3 separate regions of the Rattus norvegicus genome follow, and all the other regions are linked to region 3. A link is a contact called in public Hi-C data. All regions are on one chromosome and are shown on one strand. Each heading gives the region's core, a stretch centred on a gene start, on an enhancer-like site or on the middle of the called end of the contact. The rest is flanking DNA. Distances are from core to core; before and after follow the strand shown. Region 1 has its middle 170 kb from the start of Tnr. Region 2 has its middle 81 kb from the start of Tnr. Region 3 has its middle 59 kb from the start of Mir1843b.

Region 1 (3,872 bases), core at 171-2,670, 310 kb before region 3:
GTTGTCATTTTGTAGATTTAAAAATGCAAAAGACCGGATAAAATGATCTGACGTATAGCTGGTGGTGCTGAGCGATAAGGATCCCAGTTACCAGGATGGGGACCTTGTGCTATGACAAGTTATAACATGAGCAAACTTCTACCCATCCATCCACATCTATCCTTGAGGGGACTAACATCACACTTGGATCAGAATTAGAGATCTTTTCAGGTCCTGGATGACATGAAAACCCTACAGGCCAGGACTCATTCAAAGGGCTCATCAACCAACTAAATTCACAAACTCTGGGAGGTATCAGAAAGACGCTCTTTCATGCTGCAAAAGCGAAGGTAGAACAACATTCTGAATATTTGGTCATGGGTTTTCCTTTAGATGCAGTTCCTTTTTACCCTACTTTTGATGTGCTGTCAGACAGCTCTGAGATTAGCTGAATGATGCTCTCTGCCCTCCCATGATAGAGAAAGAGGGCTGCCACCAGTTGCTGGTGTCTTATTCCTGACCACCTTAGACTTCAGAACAGTGAGAAAGTGGTTTCTATTCCTTATAAATTGAACAGCCTCAAGTTTTCTGTTACAGCAGCAGAAACAATCCAAGACAACAGGACAAGTGTGGATAGACTGAGGGCCTGGGACAGTAACCCCTCTTCCTATCACTCCCCATGCTCCTTGGGGCTTGACTAGATTCCAAGGGGACTGAAGGAGATCCCACAAACCTGACTACACAGCACAGAAAAAGCCTACAGTTCACCAGCAAGGAAGCCTGCCAGAACAATCGGAGGCAGGTGGGTGTTGAACTGGTTTGGAGCCTCAAAGTCAAAGCCTGTGACAGCTGAGGCAGGGGCATACCTGGCTAGCTACACAGATGGACAAACAAAGGGAGGAGCAGAAATGAAAGATGGAGATAAAGCTGCCACTGTTTTAAAAATAACAAACTCACTTCTGCTACAGTGAACTCAGTAACATAACAGCATTGATTTGTATATTCATAATGGCAGAAAACTGGAGAGCAACCACCTCTTGACAATTAACCACTCTTCAATGGTATTACAGTGGCAATTACACTTCTATGTGATGTTTAGAGGGGACAAATCCAGAAAAGGAAAGGAACATCTCCAGTTGGGAGAGGTTGTGCAATGATCACAGCATTTCTTAATCAAATTTAAGGAAGCCACACACTACAGCGAAGTGGAAGATCCAGTAATATCACAAAAAAGGACCTACCTGAGAGTGCGCCTATCACTACTGTACTCAGAGCTGAGGACCAGCAGACCACAGACGTGAGGCCGACCTGGACTATATACTTAAAGGTCTTAACTCAAAAACAAGCAAGCAAAACGTAAAACAAGGCAAAAGGAAAAGTGCTTTAACTCCACATTCTAAAGTCTGGGGATCAGGGAGCAGGCTGCCAAGCCTGACAGCCTGAGCACTGTCTTTGGGGGCCACACAATACAGGACAAGAACTGACAGCAGCCGACATGTCTCAAGAAAAGAAGGGATTTCTCCAAGCGACAGTCACGGAACCCAAATGCACAGAGGTTCAGATTCCTCGTCTGAAAAGAAAATGACGACACAGATCTTGAAGGGTGATTGCTATTGATGTTACGAGTTAAAGTGTATCTCCCCAGAAAGGTATGGAGAAGCCCTAGGCTCAGCTTTCAGAATATGACCTGACTTAGAAACAGAGTTCTGTGGATATCATAAAGAGAAGTAAGCACCTTCATCCTATGCAACTGTCTTCCATAGAAGAAGAGACACGGATATGCAGGCACAGAGGGAAGAACACAGGAAGCCAGGGAGAAGACAGTGATATATTTATGATATCTACATCATATATATATATATATATATATATATATACATTCTGTCATATATATATGACAGAAGTGGTATCTTTAAACTCTCGACTGTGCCAGAAATCGTGGCAAACACAGATGCCAAGGCCAGGAAGCATGGTTCCCTCTGCAATGTTAGACAGCATGACCCCACCTGGCTTTGTGTTCTCAGTCCCCAGACCTGTGAGACAGTAACGATGCTGTTGTTTTAAACCAACCCATTTCGGTTCTTTGTTAGGGCACCGGCTTAGGAAAATTCCTGCTAACTCTGACTGCATGGTGTTTGGAAAATGTCAGCCACAGAGAAGGTTCTGAAGCACTGAGATTTACACTAAGCAATACTTGCCAGTCCATGCTCGCCTCACACTGCGACTCTAGATACAAGGTCCGAGGAGCTTCTGTTCACAGACAACCTTGGCTCCTGTCAATATTTTCCGTCTCACAATATGAGAACAACAATGAAAAGAAGTTGTCAACGTTATTACTAGTCTACAGCCCCATTTTTTTTAAATGGACTGGCTTAATTTATTTCTAGCCTTTGGGGCTTATAACTAATTAGTGCAGCTGAGTATATATTAAGTGCAAATGAACATCGCTACATCTCCTCACAGCTCTGAGGAGGGTGGGTGCCTCAGTACCTTCCTGGACAGCCACATGGAAGCAGCCTGGACATTCTGGAATGTGCTTGTAGGTTTCACTCGCTCCCTTTTGCTGCTTCCTGCTCAATGACATTGATATTAACAAAAGTGAGCTCATAAGACCTGCATGCATGCTCTAAGATCTTTATTCATACGGAATTCTTTATCCCTCTTCTCAAAACCTGATGAGCGGGCACAGTTACGCCTTGCAGGAAAATAAAAGGCTCAAACCCGTATCTCAGACAGAGGCCCAGGGATAGGAGGAGGGTAAGATAATGGTCCTAAAGTCCCGTCAGTCATAACTATGAAACTGGGATTTGAACTTAAGTTCTCAGACTTAAGCGCTAAGCCTGTTAGCTGTCGTTTTCTGTAAAAGCAGCTCATAAAGAGGTTCTGCAGCAAACTCACAAGGTAGGGAAAATGTGTTTGCTGTGTCTCAAGAATATTGAGATAGTAATATCTTGTTAATTTTCTTAACAGCCTAAAAGCAAACTCAACCACCCCCAGCTTATGAGGAAGGACTCAGCCACTTTCTCAGACTGGGGATTTTAAAGGCACATCTTTCTGATTCCACGATGGTGGGAGTCGGGTTTACCTGTGCTGTAATACACCAAACCATCAGACAAGACAGGAGCTGCCCACAAAACAACCACACTAAAAAAAAGCAAACAAACAAAAACAAAAAACAAACAAAAAACCCAGTATTCTCATTTCTGCTTTGGCAGTCTCTCTCTCTCTCTCTCTCTCTCTCTCTCTCTCTCTCTCTCTCTCTCTCTCTCCTTTTCCTTACACCTCCCCTCCCTTCCCTATTCTCCCTCTTTTCGGTCACTAATTAGGTGTGTCTAGGACTGTTTCCTGTTCTTTTTCGTATTTTAGAATAAAGAGATGTTTGGCCTCCCACTGACTGGGACAGACAGTTGATGTTTGCTAGGAGGTCCAGCATTTACATGACTTACGTGCACAGTTCTGCAAAATGGTAAATAACCTACTTGAAGGTTATAACCTGCATCATTGTTCTAGAAAAAGTGATCAGTAATGGAGCAGTGTCCACCCAGCCCTGTCTCTTATAATGCGGTGAACATAGCATTGGGAGAATATGAAAGGGAGAAGTGATTCAGTCTTAGTTGACCAGAGAAGCTCCCAAGGAAGAAGTGCTTTTCAAAATGGCCTCTGAAGGACAACTCATGAGAGCCTAGAAGAGGGTTGAATATTGTGTGGGAGGTTATTTACAGCCATGGGGATCCCATTAGAGACACTGAGTACTCCGTGCACACTGTCTTGCCCTTTCACTCTGTTTTGATTCTGATCCTTCCACCCCTTTCTTTTGCCTTGACATTACCTCATCATTTGTTCCTGCCTGGTGCTTTCACCACACAGGCAACCCTGTGGATAACCCTGCTAGG
Region 2 (3,720 bases), core at 992-3,491, 400 kb before region 3:
TGTGTGTTTATAACAGGTGTGTGTGTATACATATGTATATGCATATATGTCAACTTCAACTAAAATAACTATGCATTTTCATTATTCTATAGTATGTATATATTTCTTATAAACATAATAAACTCAAGTATTAATTTGTTTCTTCTTCCTTTTACAAGATCCTGCCAGCATTTCACCTTTTGACTTCTTTACCTACTTACCAGTGAGGAAGACGGAGCTATGATGATTTATTCATTTTCACACATGAGAAAATAGAGCCCCAGAGCAGTAAAGCGATTCTCTCTCTCTCTCAGGATCACTCCAGACCTCGGAGTTTAAATAATGCCCTTTCTACCCCAGCACAGGCATCTCGGTAATTATGTCCAAATTCCTGGCCTAGCCTTTGAAACTAAAAGCTTCTCATTGGCTGGCTCCATGAATTATTAAAGGGTTCTGTAAAGAAAGGCCAGTCATGGTGGGCTAAGAACATTGGTAGTAATCAGACGAGTCGCCCTAGCCCAAGCCTCCTAGGAGTCATTTCCATAGCCAGCATTGGAATCCTCATCCATGAACCTCAGATTTCATCTCATTTTGGAGTTAAAAAAAAAAAAAAGAAGACATCTTTTTCCAGTTTTTTCCTCTTCTGGAGGAAGCTCACTTGCTACTCTCGTTTCCAGGAGTCATCTGGTGGTCTGATTGTCCTGCAGCTGAGTGGAAGTTGCTGGCATACAGCTGTGCACATCTGGCATGCAGGTGTGTTTTCTGAAAGCCTGACTCGTTTACCAGTTGATTTCTCTGGGGATGAATACAGAACAATCGCCCACTGTGTGAGAGGAGGTTGTCCTTGATGGGGTGTTAACTTCTTTCTAACATTTTTTTTTCTCTGACAAAGGCACTTTGGAAAAGACAATAGCAGATATGCACCTTAAGTAAAGGAGGAGTCTCAGGATTCTCATCCTCAAAAAAAACGAGTTGTTTTTCAGACTTGAGAGAGTTTGGAATGTTGGTGATGAAAAGTCACATTCATGAATATTTATGAGTTAGATGACATGATGGATTAGGAATACCCACAAAAATCATAGCCAGGCAGAGTGACACGGGGCGTGTAGCCCTGCAGCTCAGGAGGCTGAGGCAGGAGGATGATGAGTTCCAGACTAGCTTTGGTCATACAGCAAGACCCTGTTTCAAAAAAAAAATGTTCTATGTCAGCAAGTCAGGGACCTCGGGAGGCAGGATGGAACGAGAGGTATACTGGATTGGAGATTTTTATAGTACCAAATTCATTGAAAACTTTATGTAATTTTGGAAATTTCCATGATAAAATGTTAAAAAACAAAATCTGCTCTTACATATGGACTCCCAGAAGTATGACTGAGATTTTAAATCTCTTGTTAATTCCAGGTAATGAGTGGCCATTGAACAGTACAGTAAGCAGAACGTGAGGTGGGCAGGTCACCCACAGGTCAAGGGAGAGAGACAAAAAGAGAAGGGCCATGTTGCATATCACCTGCCATGTGCAAACCTCTCCTGTTCTTCATGTGCCATGAATATTTTCCTCCCTCTCTCTACAGTCTCCCCATGAAGAGTGAGGTTACATGGAGTCTAGAAATATAACCAGAAATGAAGCTTGGTGATGTCACGATGCACTGAAGCCACATTGTGTTAGAGAGCCAAGGAGTAACCTAAGGAGTAACAGAAGACAGAGGAAAAGGTGAAGGGATGCAGAATGGTAACAAAGCAACCATCAAATAAAGGAGGCCAAGGCATCTCCAGAGGAAGGGTCCATCTCCTGAGGCAGAGACTTACTTGAGCCACCCACCTGTGGTGTCAGAGGTGAGGGCTATGTACCTCAGGTCATTAGAAGAGATCCTGATGCCTCCTGGCACTCTTTGGGAACAGCTGGCTGTCCCACACCCACAAGGAAGGCTATACACCCATCCTGTAATAGCCTCGATGAAAATAATCATTTCTCTCTTACTGGTCGGGGCAGCTCCTTCAAGAGCCTTCTCAAACATAAAACATTCTACACTAACACTATGAATGGTCCCTCCTAGTGCCTGTGGATGTCCGGAATCAGCTTCTCTCTTTTCCTGCGACAGCTGCTCCAGCTCCCAATGGAGCCAGAGCCTGGGCAACGAGGTGAGAACCTTAGCTGTTTTCCAGAGATTCCGTATGGCAGCATGGGCCACAAATAGCTGTGCCAACTTGAGCAAGACGCCCGCTCCTCAGAGAGGAGGCTCTGTGTGCCTGAGTCAGACATGTTCTGTTCTCTCCCTCCATCTGACGCCAAGCCACAGAGATGCTCTCCGCTCAGGAGTTACTACACTCCTTTTCTTAGATGTCTGCCTCCACCCTGCTTTCCTTTGGCAGCTGCCCCCCTCCCCCGCTTCTATCTTTTGCCTACTGGTTATGCGTTATGTCTCCTTCCAAGCTGTCTGGTCAATATCTTACCCTCCTACTGGCCTCAGCCACCCAGACCTAGCCTCTCTTCTCTGATCTTTTCTCCTGCCTAGCCTACCCCCTCTTTCCTCCATACAGCTGGGCTCTTGGGGGACACGGCTGTCTGAGCTAAAGTTCCATGGGCACAGGTGGCTCTGGCAGATGTAAGCTCTTTCCATTCATGTGGGTAAACAGTCAACATTATATTAAAATATTCATTACCGAGGTCTCTGTCTGAATGTTAATCTTGGATGGGAGCTGATTCACAGTCCGGAGCACCGGCTCCTGGGCAGAGCCCGACAGTGATGCTATAACTATGTGGTGGCTGAGTGGTCAGGAAAGGTCAGCCCTGAGAGGAAAGCATTGATTTTTGCATTTGCTCTGGGGGGGGGTGATACATGGTGGGGCTTTCTGGCCAGAGAAACTGCTGTCTGCTAGGGAGGTCATGTCTTTGGAGGATCCACTGCACTGGTCGATGCCTGACTGGTGGGCTTGGACAGACTGTAGAACAAGCAGATATCTGACACCGGGCTCTTGGATGCCTCTTTATCACTTTCCTTTTTATATGTCTGGCTATGTGCTGAATGCTAAAATGTCTCCCAGGTCCTCACATACAAACTGGTGATCCATGTGCTCGCCTGTCTCAAGGTACATGCCACATGTCTCCTCCTCTGTTTGGACGGTTAAAACCCAAGCATTCGAGGGGAGCCTGGACAAAGCGTGAATGATACCAGAAAGCAAAATCGAGACTCTTTCCAAGGAGAGATTGCTGGGGGAAGGCTGAGCATGCTGCTCTCGATGCCTAAAATACTTCAGCATTAGGAAACATGTGGGTTGACTATGAGGATGTGGCTCTTCCCTATGGCGAGTTCAAATCTCATATTTTAGAGGGATTAAAAATAAGAGAACTGTGCAAATGTGGTACTCCGGGGAAACATCCTTCCTGGTCTTCAGTCTGCTATTAGCTCACATGCGAGCTTTAGCATACGTGTGTGAATCATGCATATTCATTCCCATCACCGCTTCTCATACCCTAGCGGACTTGTAGACCCAGCCAGTGCCTGCAAGGTGAACATGCTTCCTCAGGTAAGGATGAAGAGGTGCATTTTTCTTTCTGGTCTCAGGACTTCACAGACCAGTGCAGAAGAGAGGCAGATATATCATGAGTTAGTCAGGGCAAAGGGCTCTGGGATCCCAGAGGAAGAAGGACAACAGCGTCTCACAGAACAGGCAAAGTTGGAAGAGATTTCTAGGCTTCTTAAAGGCAAAGAGCCCTGTGACCGTCGCTGTGTGGTACTGGCT
Region 3 (4,235 bases), core at 1,107-3,606:
GGAAATGGGGAGGTGTGGGTTTTGTGCTGAAGAATGTGGGATTAAGCATCAGCCTGTGTTTTCACCATAGCATTCCCTAGTAGGACTAGGGTAGAGGGATGAGGGGAGTCCAATGTGCTTTAACCATCCATCCATCCATCCATCCATCCATCCATTCATCCATCCATCCATCCAGTAATATTTTCCAAAAGCTTCCTATATTCTGAATATTGTTTAAAACTCAAGAGATGGGGGTTAAAAAGTCCTAAACACTACAGGATGTGGAAGATCCATCAGAAGCAAGGGGGTTGAATAAGTTATACAATGTCCTCTCTCTGTAAGTGGAGGGCATTCCCTATGGTCCTTTCATTCCTCAGGAAGGCAACATGGGGACACATTTCCATCAGCCAGCAGGCTGCCTGGGATGAACAATACTGTTCTATGAAAATATAACACAGGTCACATTGCATCTCACCTTAAAATTCATAGTAAATAGGAAAAAATTATAATAGCTCATAGTAAGTTTAATAATATATTTTGTTTAATCTAACATATCCTAAATTTTTCTTAAACTTTTAGTTAGAACAAAAATTACTAAGGGGACATTCTGTCCCTTTTGTTTGTACTGGATCCAGTGTGCTTTTTATACTCACAACAGCACTCAGGGAGAAAGATACCCGGTGCTCGGTAGCCACATTGGGGGAGGGGGGCAGTAATTATACCCTACTGGAACCACAAAAGAATCAACCAACAGGAGGCGAAGCTCACCTTGCCTGCCAGAGATCACCAGGTCCTGAACTCTTTTCTTTACCCCTTGGGGGGAGGTAGGATATGTGTAGAGGTCACAGCAAAACTTGTGAGAGTTGGTTTTCCCCTACCATTTGGGCTCTGGGACTTGAACTCTCTCCAGCTCCTAGGTCTATATTCTTGAGCAAACTTCTTGCCCATGTCCTCAATTGAGAGACAGCCCCCATCCACTTTTCCTCTCCCTAAGTCTCCCTTTGCCTTTCTCTTTGAAGTCGGGCTACTTTGTAACTCAGGATGACCTCGAACTCACTTTATAGCCAAGGTTGACTGAACTTCTGATCCTACGGTCTCAACCTCCCAATTGCTGAGGTTACAGGTCTGTGTCTCCATAACCCCGTTACGCATTGCTCAAGAGCAAATCCCAGGCTTCATGTGCTAAGCAAGCTCTCTACAAGATGAGCTCCATCTCTGTACCCCTCTCAAGACTTTCCTGTCTCCTAGACAGGCTCTGCTCTGCACCAGCCTGACATGTGACATCGGTCTCTGAATGCTTTTGTGGCCAGATCACTGCATATAGAGAGATTAGAACAGACATATGCAGCCCTTGAGAGTGGTGGGAAAGTGGGTCTCAGGCTGGCCCAGGTCCCAGGCCAGGAAAGACCATCTCCTTGCTTGGGCACACCCACCTTTATTATATTGAAACACTGAAAACCCTTCCTGGACTTAACCTGTGAAATTGGCCCCATCTTGTCCTTGGCTTTAAGGCAGTGTCTAAGATCCAGACGGAACGCAATTGGAGAGAGCACGCCCTAGCCATATTGCACTCATTTTTCTTTCCGATGACTTTTGTGGCCTTCCTTGGGGCTGTCTCTGACCTTGAAGGTCAAGTTTATCTCAAGCAAATACTCTGATCTTTAAGCACAGAAAAGCCAGGGACATCTCAACCCTGGAGTCTTCTGCAAGCCGTTACGTGCCACTCCCTGCTCATACTTCCTCTTCTTGACCTTTTCAGACATCTTTCCCACCTATGCTTGGACACTCCACAAACATGAAACTCAGTCCTTCACTTTGCCTCAGTAGGCTTTCCCCGCGTCCCCCAAAATATCTCCCTCCTACCCTCTCTGCACCTCTCCCCTAAATTCCATCAACAAATGGAGTTAATGATGATAACAATACTAATAGTAATAATAATAACAATAATTCTGTGATAGCGAATGTGAATATTTGAGGACTACTTGACATGCTGGCTTCAAGGCCCTTATAACAACATCATTAGATAAGTACCCCTGTCCGATGTTAGAGGAAGGTAAAAGAGACTGAAAACAGTGAGATTTGCCCAGGTTTATAGTTCATAAGCACAGCGCCAAGGCCTCAAACTGAGGCCTGCCTGTGTAACTTCAGAGATGCCTGTGTCCTATCAAGCAGCTTAGGGAAAGTAAAATGAATGGTCCATGCACACAGGAAATGAAATTTTAGCAAGGAGACAGTGCAGATGCATGGAAAATTCCTAAGACGGTTTCTATCCAGAAATGTTTCATAACTAGGAATCTGGAAGACGAAGGCAGCGTGCATGCGTGGGATGGGCCGCCTAGCTGCCTCAGTAGCTGTGACAGGCTCCTGCGTCCTGCTCTCCCTGCCTGCTGAGAGTGCCCCTGCCCACTTCCTGGCCCCTCCAGCGTGAGCCTCACACAGCTCCTCCAGTCTGATTGACTGCAGCACAGAGACAGCAATCCCCCCGCACACCCCACCCTACCCCCAGCTAGATTAGCAAAGCAGCATATGCTGCTGTGGAAAGTTGAACAATTGTGCTTCTAAATAACAGCTCAACGTGAATAGAAGGGATGTCACAGGCAGGAGATGATTAATTGCGAAATGAATCATTGAAATTGTAATTTCAGTGGACTGCATGCTTGCCGCAGGCCAGAATTGTAAGGAGAGACCAGAAGGAGGCTGAATGGCCTGGCCAGGCAGAGAGGGCAGTGTAGATGAAGGCCAGGGGGACAGGGTCAGAGAGGCACTGCTGAGAGGTTGCATGAGACCACAGCACAAAGGCCCGCCTTCACCTTAGTGTCAAGAACCCCTTGGAGCCAGGATTGCAGCCCTGCCTGCCAGGCCGATCTCCCCATGATGACCCATCGCACCTGGCCTCCCACCTGCTCTCTGGCTCTGTGGGATCCAAGTTCTCATCCCGAAGGCCTCCTATGACCTACTGGCCTCCTTTGTGCATCAGCTGCTCACCCTGCACAGCAGGTAAAAGGGCAGATCTCTCATCTATCCTGAGAGTGGGAAGGCTGCTGAGCTGGGATGGGAGAAATGAAAATGCAGCGTGCTCTGTCATGCTGGGGTTCGTTTTCACAAGAGCTCCAGGTCCCATTGCCTGAAATGTAGGACAGTGGCATAAGCAGAGGCTCATGCTGCCACCGCGATCTCAGCCTTCCTCCTTAAGGGGTGTTGAAATTGTGTGGTCCTGGATAATTTTCTTAACCTTCCCGAGCCTTAGTTTTCTTATGTATGATGTGGAATTGTACACAAACAGATCTTTGGATAGGCTTCCAAATTGCAAGTCAAATCCCCTGCCTAGAGTTGGTCCATGGTAGCACAGATCCATAAAAATGGAGGCTATCGGGCTGGCAAGATAGTTCAGTTAGTAAAGTGCTTGCCATACAAGTCAATCACTACCACCCATATAAAAACTTGATGTGGTGGGACACATGGCAGGGCACATCTGTAATCCCAAGCCTGGTGTGGTAGGCTTGACTTGTGAGATTTGGCCCCCTGTCATCGCAGCCTGATGTGGAGGGGCACACCTGTCATCCCAGCTCTGGGGGTGCAGTGGTGGGAGGATCTTGGGGCTTGCTGGCCAGTCCGTCAAACTGAAGTGATGAGCTCCAGGCTCTGTGAGAGACCCTATCTCAAAAAACAGGATAGGGATCTACAGAGGAAGACACCTACCCTCAAACTCTGGCACGCCCGTGTGTGCGCACGCGCACGCGTGCACACACACACACACACACACATACACACAAGCACACAAACACACAAGGGTAGTTTATTATCAAAGAATAGTCCAACAACAAACAATAAAACCATCTGTTTTAGGAAGGCACTGTTGGGAGCAGAGGGAGGCCTGAGTGACTGAAGTCTTGATGACTTGTACTGTTGGCATGAACACAGCCATGTCCAGGATTCTATGCCTCAGCCCCATGGGAGTGGCAAAGCCTTCCCTGGGTGAGTGTCAGAGACAAGCTTTCCTCGGGAGTCTGAGTTCAAATGATTGACCAGTGTATACAAAAGCTAGCAACTGCAGCCTTTCTCCTGGATGTCTACAGCCTGAGGCTGTCGCTTCAAAAACCTCCAACCAAGACCAGCTGGCCCCTCCCCCTGTGCTGTACCAAATAAACACATTGAGGTTCTGGGTTACACCAGGATAGGTGCCTTTCCACCAGAAGGTACACATTCCACCTGACCTTAGCTTTCTGTACATCTGTCTGTCTGTCTGTCTGCCTGTC

The links. A called contact is a pair of places that touch in the nucleus more often than the background predicts.
Region 1: a Hi-C map of frontal cortex shows a contact between it and region 3, with 2.5 times the contacts expected there. The contact joins two enhancer-like sites.
Region 2: a Hi-C map of prefrontal cortex shows a contact between it and region 3, with 4 times the contacts expected there. The contact joins two enhancer-like sites. A contact is called at or near these places in 10 of 12 Hi-C or Micro-C datasets (the A7r5 cell line, the Rat2 cell line, Schwann cells and 6 more) and 1 of 1 datasets of contacts at active chromatin or transcription factors (oligodendrocytes).

Annotation. Positions count from the first base shown.
Region 1 is chr13:74,448,644-74,452,515 of GRCr8, reverse strand. It overlaps a transcript of Tnr not described here. Among named protein-coding and RNA genes, the nearest start is that of Tnr, 170 kb to the left of the region's middle. Within about 2 kb of position 1,420, at least 5 of the 93 cell types and tissues checked have an H3K27ac peak or open chromatin away from gene starts, as enhancers often do.
Region 2 is chr13:74,542,207-74,545,926 of GRCr8, reverse strand. It overlaps a transcript of Tnr not described here. Among named protein-coding and RNA genes, the nearest start is that of Tnr, 81 kb to the left of the region's middle. Within about 2 kb of position 2,241, at least 15 of the 93 cell types and tissues checked have an H3K27ac peak or open chromatin away from gene starts, as enhancers often do. A contact at or near this core is called in prefrontal cortex, where this site is marked.
Region 3 is chr13:74,141,767-74,146,001 of GRCr8, reverse strand. No RefSeq gene overlaps it. Among named protein-coding and RNA genes, the nearest start is that of Mir1843b, 59 kb to the right of the region's middle. Within about 2 kb of position 2,356, at least 30 of the 93 cell types and tissues checked have an H3K27ac peak or open chromatin away from gene starts, as enhancers often do. A contact at or near this core is called in prefrontal cortex, where this site is marked.